Regions from separate parts of the Callithrix jacchus genome. Here all the other regions are linked to region 3. Evidence: chromatin contacts called from public Hi-C data. All regions are on one chromosome and are shown on one strand. Each heading gives the region's core, a stretch centred on a gene start, on an enhancer-like site or on the middle of the called end of the contact. The rest is flanking DNA. Distances are from core to core; before and after follow the strand shown.

Region 1 (4,049 bases), core at 1,388-3,887, 310 kb after region 3:
AGCCCAGGGAGAGCAGGACTAGGATCTCCCTGTGGAAGGCTTCAAACATGAGGCCAGCCACATTTTCACTTTGCAGAATGAGTTTTTAAGTGCAGAAGAGGCAAAACTAAAGCATCGTTTCAGGACCACGTACCTTGCAGCCATGCAGAGAACAGGCTGGAAGGAAGACACATGAAGCCGGTGCCATACCCAATATAAAGTGAGGGCTATGTGCCCCTCAGCATAGCTAGCCCTCACTTTACATCAGGAACGGCACCGGCTTCATGTGTCTTCTCTCCATGAGAGAGAGAAGTGACAGGTCCAGAACTCGGCTGTTTTGGCCTGGAACCCCAGCTCACAGGGTCCCAGGTCCCCCAGCTGCCCAGCTGCTGCTGCCCACTGTCCCCAGCAGCAGGCCGGGTACCAGTGTGGGTGGGCCCTAGGCCACTGCAAGGTCTGCCCTCCCCGAAAGGCACCCAGAGCCCAAGGAAGAGTGACAATGAAACAGCATACAGGAAACCCCATGACAGGCTGAGGCCGCACCGAGGGGGAAGGCTTCTTTTCTTGTCCTACGAACACGGGACCCTGTGTTTGCCTTCTGTGCTCGGGCAGCCCCAAAGGACCTGGTCATGGAGGGGGAATGTGGAGTGAGGAGGGGCAGCAAGAAACAGAGCTTGTGAGCAGGTGAACCAACGGGGGTGCAGGGACACCAGGAGAAAAGAGGCCTCCAGCTTGGCCAGGGTGGCGGGGTAGCGGAGGACTCCTGTGACAAGCTCCCTTAAAAAGGCTGTAGCACCTCCAGGTGGAAAGGGTTGGCAGTGCCTGGAAGAGCAAGGCTGGAGGCCGGGAGCCTGGAGGCTCTGCACACAGGCCAGCGTGGGAGGCTCCAATCCCCTGACTGAGCAAAACACAGGGACTACAAAGGAAATGGAGGCCACAGCCACACCCAGGGACCAGGCAGGACACAGGAGCAACCAGAGACGAGGGAAAGAGACAAACAAGGCAGATGACGGAACACCACTGGCAACTCCACGGAGGAGCCAATGGAAAGGAGGCTGCTGGCGGTGAGCTCTGCTGCAGGGCCTAGGAAGGCCTCTGAGCAAACAGATGCCCACTGAGGACACCTTGCTGCAAAACCCCAAATACAGGTGTAGGATAGGCTCCTCCGGGTGACTCTGTGGATGGTGTGTTCTGGAGTTTCTTATTCTGTTCTCCTGTAAAATAGAAACGTTTCATACTAACGGAGTCACCTTAAGAGCATGTGGGGAATGTCTGTAGTATTTCCTCCACATCACCAGGGCTTGGAAGGAAAATGTCAGTTTCTTGCCCTTGGCACTGGTGACATTTCTCCGTGGGGGGCTGTCCCATGCATTTCAGCATATTCTGCAGCATCCACCCCACCTTAGCTATGACAACCAAAACTGTCCTCAGACACTGCAAACATCCCTGGGGACACGTGCTGTACAGCTGGTGCTATGTATGAAGTTTCTATACACTTAAGCCTTCTATATCAAAGCACTAATCCCCAAGACAGTTTTAAAAATGGCACTGTGTAGAAAAGTTCAAGATGGTGCTTAAGGCCACTGTGTAAATACAGTCATACACCACATGAAGACCTTGCGGTCCATGATGACGGCATATACCATGGCGTCCCATAAGATTATATTGTTACTGTACCTTTTCTGCGTTTAGCTACACAAACATTTGCCGCTATGTCTCAACCACCTATGGTGTTCAGTACAGTCACATGCTGCTCAGGTTTGTAGCCGGGAATACAGGCTGTGCTACATAGCCTAGTTGTGTCGAAAGCTGTACTTCCTAAGTTTGGTATCAGGAGGCGAGGCCTTTGGGAGGTGATTAGGTCATGAGGGTGGAGCCTTCATGAATGAGATTAGTCCCCTTTAAGTGACAGGAAAAATTTTCTCTATCTCCACCATGGTAGGAGCAAGATGCTGGCTGTCTACAAACCAGGAAGAGAGCCCTCACTGGGAATAAGACCTGCTGGCAGCTTGACCTTGGACATCCCACCTTCAGGAATGTGAGAAATAAACGTCTCATAGAAATAGATGTCTGCTGTTTAAGCCACGCAGTGTATGGTGTTTTGTTACAGCAGCCTGAGAAACTCAACCGGCATCCTCCAATCTGTGCTGGGCATGGTACCCTAAATGTAGCCCACTGTGCCCCTCCACCTCTTGTATGTACCCCTTGCTCACTAGGTTTTATGTTTAAGTTGTCACAGGGATGTGTGAAGCAATCCTATCTTGCACTGTTGATAATTTACTCCTCAGGGTCATAAATTTCTCTGTCATTTACAGACGACACTGCAGCTGTGATCTCACAGGGCTTAGATCACAGGGTGGCTGGTTGGTTTGCTTCCATTTACAACCTATGCAGGCCATGTCTTGAGGGTCCCAGGAGGTCCCTGCTGTGGCCATCCCTGCATTGGATGGCCTGGCCCTTTCAGTCCCTTCTTAGCACCTCCTGTGTCAGGCAGAACAGCAGCCCTCCCAGAATGAGGCCAAGTGCATCCTGGCATCCCTGCATCCCAAATGACCGATGAATTATCCTGGAGACACCCCCACCAGGACCCTGAGATTCCACAGAGGGTTAGCAGGAAAAGCAAGAAGACTACTGCCTTCCTGGGCCCCCGGGCTGCATGGGTTCAAACCCAACCTCTGCCTCTACTAGCTATGTGGCCTTGGGCCAGTTCTTCCAGCTCTCTGTGCCTCAGTGTATTCATCTGCAGAAGAGAGAAAACTTGCACCCACTCACAGGGCTATGGTGAGAGTTAAGGGAACTCAAACACCTATTCCGTACACAGGTTCCCCCTTTGCAGGGGGAGCCTTCACGCTACTACGCAGGTAGTGCCAGCCTCTATGATGTGCCGGGGTCCTCAAAGGATGTCCATCTGGGCCTACCTCTTCCTCTTGGAGGGATCTCCCTGTGAGCTATGCCCCAAACAGTCAGTAGTAATAGTGTACGCCACTGCCACCCGGACTCATTTGGCCACAAGTAGGCCCAGAAGGCCACAGGGCATGTGGTGCAGCTCCCCTCTCCCATAGGAGCACACACCAGCCCAGGATTCACACAGCCAGCCCCTCACTGCGACCAGACCTCAGCCAGCCAGGCCAGGTACAGCTGCAACCACAGCCCAGCAGCACTCAGAGTTTCAAGGCTGATGCCACATCCAGCCACATGATATGGGGCCACTCTTGCAGGACAAACCCACAGACCTCTCAGCACAGGTGCTAAGCAGCTGGTCCCAAGCACTCTGCAAACAGACTGTGGGGGAGTCACTTGCATCCTTCTCCCTTATAGGGCTACTCAGGATGGAAGAAGGGCTGCGGGAGCCATGCCACAGCAGAAGGCTGCCCGCCACAGGATTAAATGATGGTAAGGACCAGTAGCAGGACCCAGCCAGGCCAGCAAGCCACAGCCCAACACCAGGTCATAGGGCCAGGGGAGCTTCCCAGGGGCCCAGGAGAACAGCTGGTGCCAGATGGTGGACAGTTTCTGCCATCCCAAATACCCCAAATGCCCCAACATGGCCTTGAGGATGGACAAGGCCTCCAGGCTGCAGCTCTGCCATGGCCAACCAGCCATGTGACCCTGAGGGAGACATGTACCTGCCAGCCTCTGTCCCTCATCCCACTAAAGGAGGCTTAGAACCAGTGGTCTGCATTCCCTCTGGGGCCCTTCAACATCGCCTGGATTCCCACTTTGGAAAAACACGTGTGCCTACAGATTTGCCACTGCAAATGGAAGTTTCTGGTGGTGTCTCCAAAAGGCCCACAAGATGGACGAGGTACCTGGCCCTTCTCACTGCAGGGCAGGGTGCTCAGTAATGAGGCAATGCAACCCTGAGAGGTGGAAGGGAAATTCGAGAGACCTTCCAAATGCATAGCCGGACTCCATGCTGGGATCAGGTGACACAAATCAGCAGGTATTTAAAAGTAGACGGGAGATTTTGAGAAGCCCAATAACCCACAGGAAACCCAAAGTCTATTTTTAAATGCCTTATCAGAAGTCCAGGTCAAATGAATACCAAAGAAAAACAAAAATAGCAAGTG
Region 2 (3,931 bases), core at 1,179-3,678, 370 kb after region 3:
AAGGTGCTGCCCGCAACACCAAGCTGCTCTCAGAAAGCCTCCAGCTGTGGGATGAACCTGCCTTGCCATCTTCATTCCCCACCACAAAGTCAGAAAGATCCGGGAAGCAGAAGTACAAAGTCTTCATTCAGCAAATTCAGACGATGGAAGAAACTAAAAGAGATGAGAAAACTGCAAACTCATAAGCCCCAAATCACACCAAGGCCACTTTCCTCATTAGAAATTCCTGCCAGATAAACAGAGAATAAAAAGATATAGACATATTTTCCTCTGCAGCATATCTGGTCACCTAACTAAATGGAAAAAAATTACATTTCATTATAAATAGAGACCGATGCAATTGCTGTCCCTGGAGCCCCCAGTGCCCACTGTAGTGCCTGGTACACAGCAGATATTTAAATATGTGTGCAGTGAAGCCAGAGGGAGAAAGGCATCAACACCCCATTCCTTGAACCAGGGACAAGACAGCTCCCTGTGAACTCCCCAGTTCTCTGGTAATTCTCCCCAATCCTCTTGCTCTCAGTGAGCCCGGCTCCAGCACATTTATAGGTGCCCCAGTGCAAACATGCTTCTAAATTCTCTCACCCCTCCACCTGACCCATTTCCTGTGGTGAATCCTAATTCATTTAAACTCACATAAATTCATGTGAGCCTTATGCACACATTCCATTACATGGAACTGCAAATACCATCATATCTTCACATTTGTATCAGCTAACAATGTAAACATGTGCTACCCAAGAGAGCAGTGACTCCTCTGGGTCCTCCTTCAGGTCTCCCAAAGGAGAGCTGTAGCTCTAAATGCCCTCCAAGGATGTGCAGAACCATCAAGGGCCAGTGGAGCCTAAAAAAGGCAGAATCCAAATCGTGCTGCAACTTTATACACTTTTTCATTCCAACTTCACTCAATGGGAAAAGGGCGACCCACATTATGGGATGCTTGCATGATCTGTAAACCATTCACTGTTGCCAACACCTTCAGCTTGACACCCTGTTCTCTTAAAGTTAATTAAAATTCCAATAGGATATCCATCAAGCATGCATTTCACATTCATCAAATTTGAAGATCTCCCAGGCAAGGCAAATCTGATAAAAACTGAACTTGGCCTCTTCAAGGGTTGCTATCAAGAGCATTTTCCTCAGCAAATGCCTGCTGATGTGTTTTTTTTAATGCATCTCAAAAATACCATGTTAACTGTAAAAGATAGAGATTAAATACAGATTGAACTGAAATGCATGCTAGAAACAACTACAAAACTGAGCCCCGAATTTGTCATGCTCCAGCAAGCAGGCAGGCTCTCAAAAGCCAGGAGGAAGAAACAATTGAATAGAATTCTGCTCAGTTCAATCACACCAAGCAGCCTGATTCTAGGCAGCTGTAGACAAGCTATTGTGTCCTATGGATGACAGAGGTGGGCTCGTTTTCAGGACAGCTTGCCAACAGGCTGGATCAGCAGCTGAGCAGGATTATTCTCCCCTGCTGTTTTTTTTAAAGCAGATTATGGCTTAGACATTTTTTCTCTTTTAATGAAGCTTGTAAAAATCAGGAACACTACCTCTGATAACAAAGATAAACTTGGAATAAATTTAAAAAGGAAACCAACAGACTCAAGCAACTACTCAGCATAGAGGCCCAGTAATGCTTGACAATCCAGTTTCCACAACATAGGCTGACTGAATCTAGAAGCAAAGCATGCTATCAGACTCACAACATACATACCCCCACGCACATCCACATCCACACATGTGCACACACACATACACACATACGCCCTTAATTTAGAATACTAAATACCACAAATCCACCAGCAGCAAGGCAGGCACTCTGAGGTATGCCTCATGCGTGATAAGAGACTCCAAGGTTTTCCTATTAGAATAGGCCCTGAAACGACAGCCAGTCATATGTGCCAGGCACTGCACTGCGAGTACTTATCCCATTTATCCAAAGAAGCAGATAGCATCCCTAATTCACTGACAAAAAGGCTCAGGAAAGCTAGCCCATTTGCCCAGTGCATACGGTGAGGAAGTGGGAAGCCAGAATTAAAACCACATTCAGGCAGGGCGTGGTGGCTCATGCCTGTAATCCCAGCACTTTGGGAGGCAAAGTAGCGCAAATCACGAGGTCAAGAGATCGAGACCATCCCGGCCAACATGGTGAAATCCCGTCTCTACAAAAATACAAAAATTAACTGGGCATGGTGGAGCATGCCTGTAGTCCCAGCTACCCGGGAGGCTGAGGCAGGAGAATCGCTTGAACCCGGGAGCTACAGGTTGCAGTGAGCCAAGATCGGGCCACTGCTCTCCAGACTGATGACAGAGCAAGACTCCATCTCAAAAAAAAAAAAAACACTTTTAGTGGGATTCCCACTACCTCTTCCCCTCCTTCCATATGCCCTGGGGGAGGCAGCAGGCCATCGCCTCAGGAGGGAAGGCAGTCCTGTGTGCCGACTTCAGACACCAGCCTAAAAGGCAACACTGTCCCCAGAGATATGAAGGAAGCATGGGGTTGGGGCTGGGTCACCATTTGCTCACTGACTTGGAGACCAAGTATAAGGGGAAGAAATCCTACTGTGTCCAGGGTGTTGTCATGGGGCTGTGACATCTGAAGCCACAGCCTCTATTTGAGACCTAGTAGGTGGGGCTGAGAGTGAAGCCAACACAGAAGCAGAGCAGAAGGGAAGAACAAGTGTGGATCAGTCACTTACATATTAATAGAGCTGTCTGTCACCTGAGGCCAAAGCCACAACAGATTTGATGCTGTTTCCTGTGGGTCACACCGCTCTGCACACTCTGGGTTTACAAGACAGCAGCCTTGCACAGAAGAGCATCTGTAGCCGTGGGTGCAGTGAATGCAAGGGGTGGCTGTTGCTTATGTTTAGAACCTTGCTACTAACGAGCTGAGCCTGTGGTAGAGTAAGAGGAGTCCTAACCGAGGCCAAAGTTAATCTTCCAAGAAACACCCTTTTTAACTGCGTGCCACTCAGCAAGAAAATTATGGAGCCTTGATTTCTTTACCTATATAACTAGCGACCTCACCAAGTTCCAGTAAGAATCAGATGAACTACACTTTAACACTCTTCAACCCTTAGCCACAGCAAAGGCTTCAGCCACGCCTGGTGCCCAGTGGGTGCTCAATGAATGATAATTTAGATTATTTACTCTCTGGCTACAAACTGCTATTTCCACTTCTGAAAAGGACTTCGCTGTAACTCAGCTGTCACATCAACCACTTGTCTGCTCTCTTGTGAGCTGTCTGGTTTTTTGTGAGGACCCCAAGTGCTAGCCTATTCCTCTGGAGTCCTTACTACATTCAAGACCAAACCACGACAACACCCCAACCATCCAGCCAAGCTGGACAGAAGGGCAGAGGAACGGAATCCTAACTCAATCACTTCCTAGCTCTCTATCTGACTTGCCCATATATCCATCTCTCTGGGCCTTAAAATAATAATTACGCCAGCCACTTGGCAGGATTACTGTGAACTTTCCATAAGGTGATACATGTCAAAGTGTCCAGCATGCTGCAGGCACTCAGTAAACGCTCAACAGAAAATCTCGGGTATAAGCAGTTCAACTGTCAAGAACCAAAGAACACGGTAAGTAGCTTCCAGATATCATAGACACCCTCCATCCTGGTCTCCACTAGCTGATCAGCTGGACTAAACACATTCCACGTCCTCTGTAACACAGAAGTCACCCACACCCACCAGAGGCTACAACCTGGCAAGGTTGGGCCAGCCACTCCTGCCTGGGGAGGCCTGTGCTTGTCAGGGATATGTTGTCCTTATTCCCAACTATTTTAATGCAAGTTATATTCATAATGCTAAATATGCACCATACTTCAATAGCCTGTAACCAGGGAAGAAGCTTGAGTAAAAAAAAAGAAATGTTGCCCCTTGGAAAATCAAGATGACCGTTAGGAAAGACTCAA
Region 3 (4,210 bases), core at 331-2,830:
AGGGAGGTGAGAGGCCCTGGGGAGGTGAGGGGCTCTGGGGAGGTGAGGGGCTCTGGGGAGTGGAGGGGCATTAGGGAGGTGAGGGGCTCTGGGGAGGTGAGGGGCCCTGGGGAGGTGAGAGGCTCTGGGGAGGTGAGGGGCCCTGGGGAGGTGAGGGGCATTAGGGAGGTGAGGAGCTTTGGGGAGGTGAGGGGCTCTGGGGAGGTGAGGGGCTCTAGGGAGGTGAGAGGCCCTGGGGAGGTGAGGGGCTCTGGGGAGGTGAGGGGCTCTGGGGAGTTGAGGGGCATTAGGGAGGTGAGGGGCCCTGGGGAGGCGAGGGGCCCTGGGGAGGTGAGGGGCATTAGGGAGGTGAGGGGCCCTGGGGAGGTGAGGGGCATTAGGGAGGTGAGGGGCCCTGGGGAGGTGAGGCGGCACAGACTACAGCCCCCATGGGCACCCTCCTCCCTCCCTCCCTCCCTGTGGTCCTCCTCCTGCCAAGCCTCATCTATGCAGGTGTGCTAGAACAGGGAGAAGGATGTGTGTGCACACATGCAAGTGCTGTGTGTGTGTGTGTGTGTGTGTAGTGTGTGCAGTTTCTGTGTGTGCATGTGCATAGTGTGTGCATGTGTTTGTACATGCATGTGGCTTACATGGTGCATGCATGCAGTGTGTGTGTATGTGCATGTGTGTGTGCATGGTGTGTGTACATGTGGTATGTGTATGTGTGGAGTGTCTATGTGTGTGCATGAGTGCGGTGTGCATATGGCATGTATGCATGTGGAGTATGCATGCATGTGTACATATGTGGGGTGTGTGCATGCACATGAGGTGTGTGTGGCGTGGCAGGTGTGAATCAGTGGGGCCTGGGTGCTACTGTGTGCTGTGCAGGTGCTTTCTTTTGGGAAGTAACTCCAGGGCATGGGAGTGGAAGTTTGGGGCATTGTGCCAGGGAAGGAGCTGGGGCAGCACGGCATGGGGTGCCTCAGAACTGCCCCAGGAAGGGCAGCATATCCATCTGCTGGCTCCTTTGGGCCCTGCGCCTTCAGCGATGTGCAGGGAAAGGGCTGTGTGGGCTCCTGCGGGCTTCCCACCCTTGGGTGCTTGAGAAGCCACCTCAGGACAGAAACAGGCTGCCAGAGCCCTCACATGCAAGATGGTTGCCATGGCAGTGGCCAAAGTCATGATGGGCCCCTAGAGCTGGAGGTGAATGAACAGCAGGTGGCTGTTCCCCTGCTGGCCCATGAGGGGATGGGCAAGGGTCAGGGTCAGAGTCAGGTGAGGGATAGTGGGTCTCAGGGCACCTGGGAAAGACAGGAGCACCTGGGAGGGGAAAGCCAAAGATGCTACCCAAGGGCTCTCCAGGGTGCCCAGCCTGCCCGGCTTCTTTTTCTTGCTCAGCCTCTGTGGATGACTTGCCTCCCACAGGGCCCAACAAGCCGGCTCCAGTCAAGAATGTCCCGGAAAAACCTGGAGTGTAGACAGAGAGACACACAGTGAAGACCAGGAGACCAGGGGTGGCTGCAGTAGACCAGGGAGGGTGGCGGGGGGACTTGTGGTGTTAAAATCCCTGGGTACCCAGTGTGGTACAGAGCAGATCCCAGGCAGCCTGGGCCACATATGCCTGGCAGGACCATCTCTGGGCACACCTGGACCTGACTCAGGAGGGGGCAGGAGGGTGGCAGAGGCCACAGTGAGAGGTGAAATCAGCTGCACCATGTGTTGGTTTGCTGGATGTCAGGAGGAAGGACACATTGGGAGCACCCAGGGAGCAGCAGGGAGGCAAGGCAGGGAGGGCTGGTGGAGGTGCCAGGGCACATGGGGCTCACATGTCAGTCGCTGAGGCATGCACATGGCAAAGGACAGTGGGACCAGGGCCCAGAAGGAGGAGGGCCAGGGTTCCATGCCAGAGCCAGGAGGAGTTTCCAGCAGGCCGAAAAGGGCAGACAAGCCCCCTAAAGGCATTCTGGATGTTGAGACAGATGTCACAGCCCTCACCAGAGTTGCAGAGAAAGTTCATTGCCACACGTGATGGGGCTCCCGTGTGCCCTGGAGATGGGTCTGGTGCCCAGCTCAATTCCCACCTGGAAGTCCCGGCAAGCTCTGGGCAGCAACGCCACTCTAGACAATTTTGTAGCACGTGTGCATCAGCACCTTCTGCGGGCAGCACCGCTTCAGGCACCAGGAGGCACACATGGAGGCCACCCCACCTCGGCCTCCTGAGCATGCCCTCCCAGGGATGCAGGACCTCACCTTTCTTTCTGGCCACCCCCCATTCCTTATTTGGGGGTGTGGGGCAGCAGCCATGAAAATGCAGGGAGAGTGTGGACGAGAACTTGTGGGGCAATTCCATAGAAGAGACCTCAGTAGTAGATGAGACAGCCCTGTCTTCAGTCTCACTTTGGATCACAAAGCCAGCTGGAGACAGAAGCGGGGCTAGAACCTGCCCCTGACCTTTGGGGAGGTGAGGGGCTCTGGGGAGGTGAGGGGCTCTAGGGAGGTGAGAGGCCCTGGGGAGGTGAGGGGCTCTGGGGAGGTGAGGGGCTCTGGGGAGTTGAGGGGCATTAGGGAGGTGAGGGGCCCTGGGGAGGCGAGGGGCCCTGGGGAGGCGAGGGGCCCTGGGGAGGTGAGGGGCATTAGGGAGGTGAGGGGCCCTGGGGAGGTGAGGGGCATTAGGGAGGTGAGGGGCCCTGGGGAGGTGAGGCTTGTGCCCCTCCCCAACCCTCCCTGCAGGCCCCCACCCTCTGCTGGTGATCTGAGCCTTGCCACAGCAGCCATTGGCCTTAGCTAGTTGCCATGTGGTCCTGGCACCTCCAGGTGGGCAGATTCTCCTAGCCTGGCTGCAAGAATACCACTCCTCAGGCCACCAATCGCCAGCCTGCTGGCCCAAGCAGAGGCACACTGGATGGGGGAGAACTTTTTGTTCTTTTTGATCAGAGTATGTTACCACCATGTGGGGGCATGTGGTGTACTGGGCCACCTGGTGCTGTCCTCAGAGGCCACAGAGGACAGCTGAGAACTTGTTGTGGCTGTGGGACCTCGTTCTCCAGTTCCAAGTCAGGCTTCAAGGAGCACTGTCACAGCAAGTCAGAAAGGGACAAGTGTCAGTGGCTCTGACGTCAGCCAGGACTCCTGAGGACAAGAACAGGCTGAAGGGTTAGGAGTGTGGCCTGTGTTTGAATCCCAGCTGCCTCACCTCTTTGCCCCTTCCTGAGGCGAGTTGGTTAACTGCTCCCTGCCTCAGTTTCCCCATCTGTGAAATTGCATGGTCATAATTCCTACCTCATAAGGCTGATGTGAGGACAAAAATGAGGCAATGGGTATAGAGTGCTAAACAGGAGGCGGGCATGGAGTGTGGGCTTAGTACATACTTAACATGCACTTACCATCTTTATGGCGCATGAAGAGGCCAGGAGCTCCCGGGAGGGCCCACTCCCCCGCCTCCAGCCCCCGTCCCACCTTTGCTCACTGTGCTTCCCCTGCAGGAAAACCTCTCTTGCTTTGGTGGCAGCCACCCAGCATGAGCCCCACTCTGTTCACCCTGGCTTTGGCTGGAGAGGGCCAGCTCTTGGTCAGGTGGGGCCCTTCCCCAGCCCAGGCTGGGTGGAGAGGAGGGGGTCACCCCATGGCACACATGAGTGGCGGTTTTGTTGAGAAGGGGCTGTAGGTGCATGGAAGCCCTGGGCCCCACCAGCATCTGGGCTGCAGAAGGTGAGGATGGAGTCAGGCCTTTGGTGTAGGGCTGGGCAAAGCTTGGCACCTTGCCCCCAGAGGGTCCCCGGGCCTGCTGGATGGGATCCTGGTGGGCTGTGATGTGTCCATAGCTGGGAGCTTTCTGGGAGCCCTGCACCATCCGTCCTCCCTCCCCAAATCTCACCGGGGTTCTGTGAGAAGAGCTGCTTTGGGGTTTCCCTCTAGGACACGTGGAAGGCTTCCCCTCGGCCTCCACATTGGCCTGGCTCATCGGGAGCCCTTGGGGCTGTCTGCTTCCCTACATGCCATCACCTCCCCCTTGGCAAAGACGCCTTGCCCTCTGCCTGGCATCTTGGCATGCCAGCTTCCCACATTCATACGAGCCATTCCCTATGCCACCAACAGAGGGCGCTCCCGACACAGTTTGCGTCTAAATGTCCCCTGAGAACTCTGAAAACGCTGTTTTCTGCTTCTGGCCTGGAAGGCTCAGAGACCTACCCCTGGCCACTCTCACCTCAGCCCTCCCCTCCCCTCCCCTCCC

Evidence for each region. A called contact is a pair of places that touch in the nucleus more often than the background predicts.
Region 1: a Hi-C map of skeletal muscle shows a contact between it and region 3, with 4 times the contacts expected there. The contact joins two enhancer-like sites. A contact is called at or near these places in 2 of 3 Hi-C or Micro-C datasets (induced pluripotent stem cells and skeletal muscle).
Region 2: a Hi-C map of skeletal muscle shows a contact between it and region 3, with 9 times the contacts expected there. The contact joins two enhancer-like sites. A contact is called at or near these places in 3 of 3 Hi-C or Micro-C datasets (induced pluripotent stem cells and skeletal muscle).

The regions. Positions count from the first base shown.
Region 1 is chr14:19,927,899-19,931,947 of calJac240_pri, forward strand. The region is part of intron 1 of SH3RF3 (SH3 domain containing ring finger 3); the gene reads right to left. Among named protein-coding and RNA genes, the nearest start is that of SH3RF3, 63 kb to the right of the region's middle. Within about 2 kb of position 2,638, at least 1 of the 16 cell types and tissues checked has an H3K27ac peak or open chromatin away from gene starts, as enhancers often do. A contact at or near this core is called in skeletal muscle, where this site is marked.
Region 2 is chr14:19,984,078-19,988,008 of calJac240_pri, forward strand. The region is part of intron 1 of SH3RF3 (SH3 domain containing ring finger 3); the gene reads right to left. Among named protein-coding and RNA genes, the nearest start is that of SH3RF3, 7.4 kb to the right of the region's middle. Within about 2 kb of position 2,429, at least 1 of the 16 cell types and tissues checked has an H3K27ac peak or open chromatin away from gene starts, as enhancers often do. A contact at or near this core is called in skeletal muscle, where this site is marked.
Region 3 is chr14:19,618,886-19,623,095 of calJac240_pri, forward strand. No RefSeq gene overlaps it. Among named protein-coding and RNA genes, the nearest start is that of SEPTIN10, 260 kb to the left of the region's middle. Within about 2 kb of position 1,581, at least 2 of the 16 cell types and tissues checked have an H3K27ac peak or open chromatin away from gene starts, as enhancers often do. A contact at or near this core is called in skeletal muscle, where this site is marked.